Linked DNA regions of Mus musculus: regions 2 and 3 are each linked to region 1. Evidence: chromatin contacts called from public HiChIP or PLAC-seq and Micro-C data. All regions are on one chromosome and are shown on one strand. Each heading gives the region's core, a stretch centred on a gene start, on an enhancer-like site or on the middle of the called end of the contact. The rest is flanking DNA. Distances are from core to core; before and after follow the strand shown.

What was found. Hi-C and Micro-C count contacts between places; a contact is called where the count stands out from the background. HiChIP or PLAC-seq counts read pairs in DNA pulled down with a chosen protein or histone mark.
Region 2: a FOXA1 HiChIP or PLAC-seq map of pancreatic cancer cells shows a contact between it and region 1. The contact joins the enhancer-like site here to the promoter of Pde5a in region 1. A contact is called at or near these places in 2 of 39 promoter capture datasets (embryonic stem cells and stem cell-derived epiblast-like cells), 1 of 15 datasets of contacts at CTCF or cohesin (embryonic stem cells), 16 of 484 Hi-C or Micro-C datasets (the HL-1 cell line, the N1E-115 cell line, Th1 cells and 6 more), 7 of 115 datasets of contacts at active chromatin or transcription factors (astrocytes, embryonic stem cells, forebrain and 3 more) and 1 of 9 other capture datasets (embryonic stem cells).
Region 3: a Micro-C map of embryonic stem cells shows a contact between it and region 1, with 7 times the contacts expected there. The contact joins the promoter of Gclm here to the promoter of Pde5a in region 1. A contact is called at or near these places in 2 of 39 promoter capture datasets (cranial neural crest and pre-B cells), 2 of 484 Hi-C or Micro-C datasets (both in embryonic stem cells), 2 of 115 datasets of contacts at active chromatin or transcription factors (pro-B cells and stem cell-derived neural progenitor cells) and 2 of 9 other capture datasets (liver and macrophages).

The regions. Positions count from the first base shown.
Region 1 is chr3:122,727,797-122,730,496 of GRCm38.p6, reverse strand. It overlaps Pde5a (phosphodiesterase 5A, cGMP-specific), which reads right to left and starts at 1,339. Exons shown (of 21, transcript NM_153422.2): 1 at 1,130-1,339. The coding sequence starts at 1,251.
Region 2 is chr3:123,092,191-123,094,890 of GRCm38.p6, reverse strand. All of the region lies in intron 4 of Synpo2 (synaptopodin 2), which reads left to right. Among named protein-coding and RNA genes, the nearest start is that of Myoz2, 59 kb to the right of the region's middle. Within about 2 kb of position 1,355, at least 68 of the 459 cell types and tissues checked have an H3K27ac peak or open chromatin away from gene starts, as enhancers often do. A contact at or near this core is called in astrocytes, forebrain, muscle stem cells and 2 more, where this site is marked.
Region 3 is chr3:122,244,144-122,246,843 of GRCm38.p6, reverse strand. It overlaps Gclm (glutamate-cysteine ligase, modifier subunit), which reads right to left and starts at 1,287. Exons shown (of 7, transcript NM_008129.4): 1 at 733-1,287. The coding sequence starts at 858. It overlaps Gm46822 (a long non-coding RNA gene), which reads left to right and starts at 2,472. Exons shown (of 6, transcript XR_001783970.1): 1 at 2,472-2,700.

The DNA of each region.
Region 1 (2,700 bases), core at 90-2,589:
GCGGACCCCGCGTTGCGTCGCCCCCTGGCGGGCAGCGCCCGGCCGAGTGGCGGCCGCGCTCGGGCGAGTCCCCACCGGCTCGTCCACCATCCCCGCCCGGCGAGAGTCGCCCTCCCGGCTCGGGCGGCCAGCACCAGCTGCTCGACGGCCGTTGCCCCAAGGCGCCGGTGGCGGGGCTCCAGCCCCTTCTCCAAAGCAGAGCTGGTTAGTTCAGCCCAGATCGGCGCGCCGGAGGCAAGCGCGCGCGCGGGCTTCACGGCGACTCCTCGAGCTTCGGGGGACCCGCCCGCCACGCACTCCGCTCCACCCTCTCGTCCCTCCGCTCCACTCTCAAGTCTGCGCGAGCCCCGACTGCCCGTGCAGCAGTCGGATCCTAAAGGACAGGCTCCCTTCTCCACGCCCTCCGCAGCGGCCTCCCGGCGTTTGGCTCGAGACCAGGAAGAACTGGCCTCTGGGGTGCTCCGGGTCCCCGGGTCCCCGAGTCCGCCCGGGCCGCCTCCCTCCCGCCCTTTGTGTGCGCGCCGCAAAGCTCCGCGAAAATCCTCCTTGCGGCGACGCAGCCAGAAGAGGGATGACCAGAGGACTATTGGGGGACCAAAGGCGACAGTCCTCACTGGGGGCGACCCGGGCAAGCTGCGGCACCCAGGCTTCCCGGTGGCCTGGTCCAGACCCCCCCGGCTTCCCCGCCCCTCCAGGGTCAGAGCAAGCCGGGCAGGGGAGGAGCACGACCACAGGGACGCGCCCGCAGTGGTGCTTCCGGAGCCGCTGGGAAGGGGCTCTGGCTTGTTTTGGTTTTTGCTAAGCGGGTTTGGGAGGGAAACCGGGAGAGTAGAGGGGAGGGGAGAAGGCCCGGGAGAGTAATCTTGCTCCAGGGCCGGGTGTACGCTTTTGTTTTTAACTTCGTGGGCAAGTCCTTTCTAATCCGACGCCTCGCTTCTCAACTGTGCTCCCTTTAAGTAGAGGACTCCAGTCCGTACTGGGACCGAGAAGCTACTTCCGAAGCAAAGGGCCTGGGAACGGGGATTGTTTAATGTTGGATCGAGGGGAAAATTCAATGGTGGGGGAGAGAGATCAGCCTCAGGTCACGCTTCATGTCCCTGGCTGTGTCCTTTGTGGCTCCTCTTCTTACCTGGTGGCCTTTCTAATAAAGTAAGAGAAGGTAAAGTCCCGGTGATCATCCAGCCACGCTTCCACCCAGTCCGGGTCCCGCTGCTGCTGCGACCGCACGGAGTTGGGGCCCGCTCGTTCCATGGTGCTTGCCGCGCGTCTCTGCGGCTCGGAGGTGCCGGATTTCCACCTCTCTCTCTCAGAGGAGCAGGACAGTGTTCGAGACCCTCCCCTTTTGCCTTTATTCGTCCCTGCAGTGTCTCAGCGAAGCCACAGAGACGCGGGCCGGCCCCGGAGCTCGCTCAGCCCCGCCCCTCCAGGTCCCCGAGGTTCCCAGGTGGCGGGCGTCCTCCTTGGGGTCCCGCGGAAACCGGCTTTCTGCATCTGCCTCGGCGCTGACTGGCGAGCCCTCCGGAAGCCAAGTGGCCAAGGCTAGAAGGACTCCAGACCGCCGCTGGGGTGCGCTGTGGGCCGAGTCAGCTTCCCTCTATGCGCAAAGGTGACAGTGGGTGGATTTGCAATTCCCAACCAACCAACTCTAGGACAGAAAGATCACAGTGAGGACTCATCTACAGTCCAGAAGGCAAGAGGCAGGAGCTTCACTAGAAAGTGTGGGAAAAAGTTAACGTGATTGTTTTTCTTCGTTCTTAGTAGTACAGGGACAGCCCCACCTCACTTTTCTCCTTAAGCAACTCTTGGTGGAGAGGACCCAGAACCTATCTCCCTCACAGCAGCCCTCCCAGTGACTCCGGAAAGCACTCCAACCCTACAAGCTAGGGAGAGACATGAGGAAGAAACCGCTATGACAAACCTGCAGGTACGGGACACAGTGGCTTCCATCAAAACCACATCCGAGCTTAAGGCTAACATCAGTTGTAATCATTGATTCATACACCAAAGACCCTCCTTATGGAAGCGCAAGATTCGGTTAGACATAGGACATAAAAATGACAACCACCTGTCCTTGGCCTGTGAATTTTGAAGCTAAGACTACCTCTACACGATTCTGCTGACTTACGAACCCTAACACTAGCTACCCATGTACAACTGGGAACACCCAGTTAGCCTGATTTAAAATGAACTCATTTGTATTTAACTGGCATCGATACCTCAGAAATAGTATTGCCTTACATTGCTTATTGCTGTGATAAAATTCCATGACCAAAGCAACACATGATAAATTATATTAGATTTTAAAATGACAGTTCTCTCCTGATATGTTACTATGACATTAAATATGCTTAGCGAATAGGGAGTTTCCCCTTGTTGGTGAACCCCACCCCCACCCCATATCTACACATTCCTCCTACCAGGAAGTCACCTGATTTAAAACTGAACTCTGGGATAATAGCTAGAAATTGGGCCTTAACTGTTTGTGCCCGCTCCCTCCAAAGTTCATATTGACACTTCATTCTGGCTGAGTGGTTAAGAGTTCTTCCTTCGGGGGCTGGTGAGATGGCTCAGTGGGTAAGAGCACCCGACTGCTCTTCCGAAGGTCAGGAGTTCAAATCCCAGCAACCACATGGTGGCTCACAACCATCCATAACAAGATCTGACTCCCTCTTCTGGAGTGTCTGAGGACAGCTACAGTGT
Region 2 (2,700 bases), core at 106-2,605, 360 kb before region 1:
ACAATGGCACTCCCCACTTGATCACTAATTGAGAAAATGCCTTACAGCTGGATCTCATGGAGGCATTTCTTCATGGGAGGCTCCTTTCTCTGTGATAACTCCAGCTGTGTCAAGTTGACACACAAACCCAGCCAGTACAGGTTTTTGTTTGTTTGTTTTTTGTGGGTTTTTTTTTTTGTCTTGTTTTTGTAATGTCTAGTACTCTGAATTGGTGTTTCTCTGTAATTTCTTTGTTGGCTTTCCTGTTTATACTATGTATCACCTCCTTATTTCATTCATCTCTTTGTGACCTTGATCATGTGTACGGTCATTACTTCAGGTTCTATGTGGGAGTTCATCTAACTCACTCCAACTAGGTGCCGTTACTGAAGGCTAACTCTATTTGGAAGAGTTCTGATTTTTTTTGTTTTTTTTTTGTTTGTTTGTTTGTTTGTTTGTTTTTTAAATGTTGCTATGTTGGGATGTATGCATCTAATGTCTTGTTTTGGTTTTTTGTTTTTTTAGGGTTGGTTTAGTTTTGACCAACTATTTTCCTTCATTTGAAGTATTTGCAATTTTCACACAGACTTGAATGTGTTAGAGCTCAATGTGCTGTAGTTGAGAAAATAATTCCTCACTCCCGGAGCTCCAGATGCCTGGTGTAAGCTCCGTACCATTCCCCAAGTAGAATATTAACTGCAAGACCAACCACAGTGGCTGAATACTAACACTATTCAAATATTTTATTAGCCAATTCCCAACAGTGACTCCTTCGGCTTCAATAACTTTTGGAGGATAAACAGGCAAGGATAGCATGGAGTGTACTTGGAGTTTAGTTAACATACTTGTTCTTTAAAGAGAGAGAGCTCGTGAACAACCATGGAGGGCGATGGGCAGAGAGGTGGGGAGAGTGGGGGAGGAGTGGGGGAGGGGAGCTGTAACCAAGAAAAAATATATAAGAAACTGTTTACATAACCTAAAACTAGAAAATACGGTCAGGGTTAGGAGGGAAGCAGAGTAGGGGAGGAGAAATATTAAATTAACACTGAGTAGAAAACAGGGTGAGGTGGGTAAAGTGGCGGGGTGAGGCGAGGTGGGAGAGATGACCATGGGTTTAGAGGAAAAGATGAAGGGGGGGGGGGGGAGGCATAAGCAACAGCTCCCAAAACCTAACTGAGCACTCTAAAGACAAAGGCAAAGCCATCGGGAGACATACATAGAAGAGTAGAAAGTAAGTAGCAGAAAATAAAAAAGTACAAGAACGTCGTATGCCGTAAACTGCGGGCCCCGCTGCAAAGTTCAAAGACCACTTTCCCAGATCCCTCCGCCTCTTACAGGCCCTGTGCATGCAGGAGGGGTGGGTGGCAGGCACCGGCCTCTCTCTGCAGCCTTCTGGTTTCCCGGTAGTCCTACTCCCGGCTTGGGAGTAAGGGAGACTGTGAGCTTTCTTGTTTGTTCTGGCAGAACTCCAACATGCACTGTGGCTTCTTCCGGTCTTGCAGCTCCAGTGCATGTAAGGAGCAGTGTAGGCTGCTGCGAGCTCCTTCTGCACTTCTGATGCTCTTCCCAGGGCAGCTTTATCCAATCTAGACTCTTATTAAAATGTAATTAAATAATGCTACACATTATAAGCCTTTAAGATGGCACTTTCAGCTATTTCAATAGAATGCAGCTTATAGTAATAGAAGTATTTTAATAAGCTATAATTTATTCACTGGGTTCTTTTCAGAAGTTGGTAAAAATTGCTATAGTAACTGCTGTCGTGCCTTAAAATAGATTATTCAAATTAAATTTTATTGCCTATGCCTTCAATTCCTTTATGCAAATGCATGCAATGCAGACTTGGTGGCATGGGGTAAATGCCTTTAGTAGTTCCCATGCTTATTTGCAGGGAGGGGATTTACAGACTTTGGGAAGGATGACCGGAGGCAACAGACACCTAGTGCTCAGCATTCCGACCAGCACACAGTCAGTCTGTCAGCTCACAGTCAGTCTGCATCTCTAAAATGAAGAGATCAAAGAAGAATACACACAGATTTCTCCATAGCATGGCTCTCTCTGAACTTACGCTGAGAGCTACTGTTTTTATATTTTATCTTTTTTAAAATAGAACATCAGAAACCAACTACTCTTCTGTATTCTGGCCCACTCTGATCCAGCAGAGAGATGAGGTCAGGGGTGGTGTTTCTGGCCAGCACAGCTGCCTATGTTCTGGGAGCACGGGGAGGCAGGGCTGCCTTGGCACTCTCCGAGGCCTGCATCGCTCACCCCACTTCAAAGTCAAGGCCTGCTTCTATTTTTGTCTAGGGTCGGCAGCCCGCCCATGCAGTTGCCTCTTGAACAAAAGGTTCTGCCAGATCTCTGACACCTTTGAGCCACACAGTCTCATCACACAATAATAAAAATGGTCATGATTCGTTGTGCTGTGTGGCATTCAGTTTAGAAACTCTTCTACCCAGAATCTTGAAATGGCAGACAGCATTATTCCTACTTTACAATTTCAAGAACAGTTGAGCCCTAGTGAGAAACCGGACACCACAAGCCCATACCTGTGTGGAGTCTGAATTCCCATTCCTCCAGCCTGCTGGCTCTTACAGCCCTTGGCCTCTCTCCCAAAGGATCGTCTTTAAACGTGAGATAAAGCGTAGAAGTCTATTGTTTTGGTGCTTGTTTTAGTTTGTTTTCCATTGCTGCGATAAAACACCATGTTCAAAAGCAACT
Region 3 (2,700 bases), core at 38-2,537, 480 kb after region 1:
GCACATCTGTCTTGTTTTGTTGTTTTAAGTAGTATACATGTTCCATATTATCAATACGCCTCTGCAATGAGTTGCACGGTCCATGGAGAACCACTGGCTCAGGAATGGGCCATTAACACAAATATAACACATTTTAATTCTAGATTAATCTGTCACTTCCAACTACACATTAGGTTTTTTGGGGGCGTGGGGGTTGGGGCTGACACTGGGTAGCCCTAGCTGTCCTGGAGTTCAATATACAAACCAGGCTGACCTCGAACTCAGAGATCCTACTGCTATTGCCTCCCTAGGGGCCGGGATTAAAGGCGTGTACCACCTGCCCCTCTTTAATGGTTTTGAAGCAAATACAATGTTAACATCCAGTAAGTTATTTGTCCCAAATCCAAATTCAGTACAATAGAGAAAGCAATGTCAACAATATCAAAGTTAAACCTATTGTTAGTCCATCTACCAAACACTAAACCTTTATCTTTCCTTTACCTTGGCTAAGGGAGAGGGACGGAAGATGAAGACGCGGGGCTGCAGTGGCTCTGTCCAGCCAGACAGGGGACCCGGTGGCCCTCAAGAGTTGTGCGATCAACTCCGACCGGCGGAGGCGCCCCTCGCCCCGCAGTGGCACCTGCCAAGCCGGGATAGTACCCAGCTCACTTCGGTACCTCCGAAGCGGGTCGAGCTCCGGAGAGCCCTGCTTGTCCCCACTTCGAGGAGACCCTCGGCCCCCACCGTGCTCACCTCCTCGCTGTGCGTGGACGGGCACTTTTTTCGCAGGCGGCCCCAGTTGAGCAGGTTCCCGGTCTGCAGGTGCAGGGTGCTGGCCCGCGCCAGGAGCGCCCCGGCCGCGCGGCTGTCGGTGCCCATGGCAGCTGCCGCCGGAGGGGACCGGGTAGCGCCGGAGCCGCGGAGAGATGGCGAGCGGGCGGGCAGGCGGGCGGGCGAGTGGGCAGACGGCTGCCTCGCAGGGCGCGGCGGTGCCCCAGGCCCCAGAGGAGAGCGCGAGGCTGCCGACTCCGCGCGGCCACAGCCCGGTGTGCGCTCGGGCCCGAGGAGGCCGGGCGGCGACGGAGAGGCGGTCCCGGAGGGAGGGAAGGAAGGGAGGGAGGCGCCGGCGCGGACGGTCGCTGCGGCTTCTGCGGCCGCCACCGCCGCCGCCGCTGAAACGAGGGAGCTGTTTCCTGGAAGACAATGACTAAGCAGAAACCTCACCCGAGAAAGTGCTTCGTAACCGTTACTCGTCCCGCGGCGGGCCAGGGGCGGGGCGCAGGCCCGCGGGTGACTGGCCCTCGGCCTGCGGCGGGCGTGGCGCCGGGCGGCCGGGAGCGGGCGGCGCCGCGGGGGAGAACAGCGCGCGGACGTGCGCCCCCTGCCGGCCAGAGCGCGGCGCGCGGCCTACGCCGCCAGCGCCTCGTGAGAGTTGACGGTGCGCCCGGGAGCGCCGCTCAGCCAATGGCCGCCCGCGCTGCGGCCCTGGACACGCCCTCTTCGAGAGGACCGCCGGAGGTCCATCCTCCCAGGCCTTGAGAGCGTGCCTGCTTCTGTGTCTAAGGAGCTGATGCGATGGCGCGAGTGTCTCATTGCCCGCGCCCCGCTCTGTTTTTTAAATTTATTTTTATTTTTTCCTTTTGCTTTGCTTTGCCCAAGAGTCTTTCCCCCAAACTGATCATTCTTCTTCCAGCGTGTTGATTTACCTATTTGCTGGTGCTGTATGAAACCAGAGAGTACAACTTTAATTTTCCCCTTTCAGAAGCCTAATCCTTCGAGAGAAAGGCCTCAGCCCATGAAACATTAAACAATAAAAATACCACGGGGCAGTTAGTTTCCAGGTCAGTTAAGCATAAGGAACAGATGGTAACAGAGAACGTTTTATGATTCACACTTTTACAAGTTGTTCGTGATTCTTCCCCATTCCCACTGGAGATGGCTGGGTATAATAGCAAACTGACCGTTTATTAAAGTTTTACCCAGGAAACAAACTTTTTAACAAACCAGTCAGGTATGTTAGAGCCAGGTGAGATTTTCATTATAAGGCGGCAAAATCTTTTCAAAAGAAACATGAATCTGAGTTGGTAAACTACTAAGAAATAGGAAAGGCTGGAAGATCGTTCCAGAAAAAGTGAGGCTGGTGTTGGGTACATCTTTGTGCACATCCAATGAGCAAGAATCCATGGAGAAGAGGTTTCCCAGGAGCAGCCCCTCACATGGCCTTACTTAAATATAAACAATTGATTCTTCTGATGAATTTTTTATGGTCATTGTTAGACTTTTGATTATATTCTCTTAAAAGTCCATGTAAATATTTGGTTAAAACTTAGTGGTCGCCGGGTGGTGGTGGCACACGCCTTTAATCCCAGCACTTGGGAGGCAGAGGCAGGTGAATCTGTGAATTCATGGCCAGCCTGGTCTACATAGAGAGTCCCAGGACAGCCAGAGCTAGGTAGAGAGACTCTGTCTCAAAACAAACATACAAAAATATTGTTTATTTGTGTGTATGTGTGTTTTCTTCCATGAGTTTATGGGCACCGTTCAGGGCCCCTGGAGGCCACAGGACATCAGATCTGCCGTTGGGTAGGTAGTTGTGATGAGTTACTAAGAGAAGGTATGGTGAGTCCTTAGTTCAGTACTTGGCTTATAATAAATGTTCAGTAAGTGAGAACTACTATTTATGGTGCTGGGGTCGAAGGCTTACACATGCGTTCTGACAGT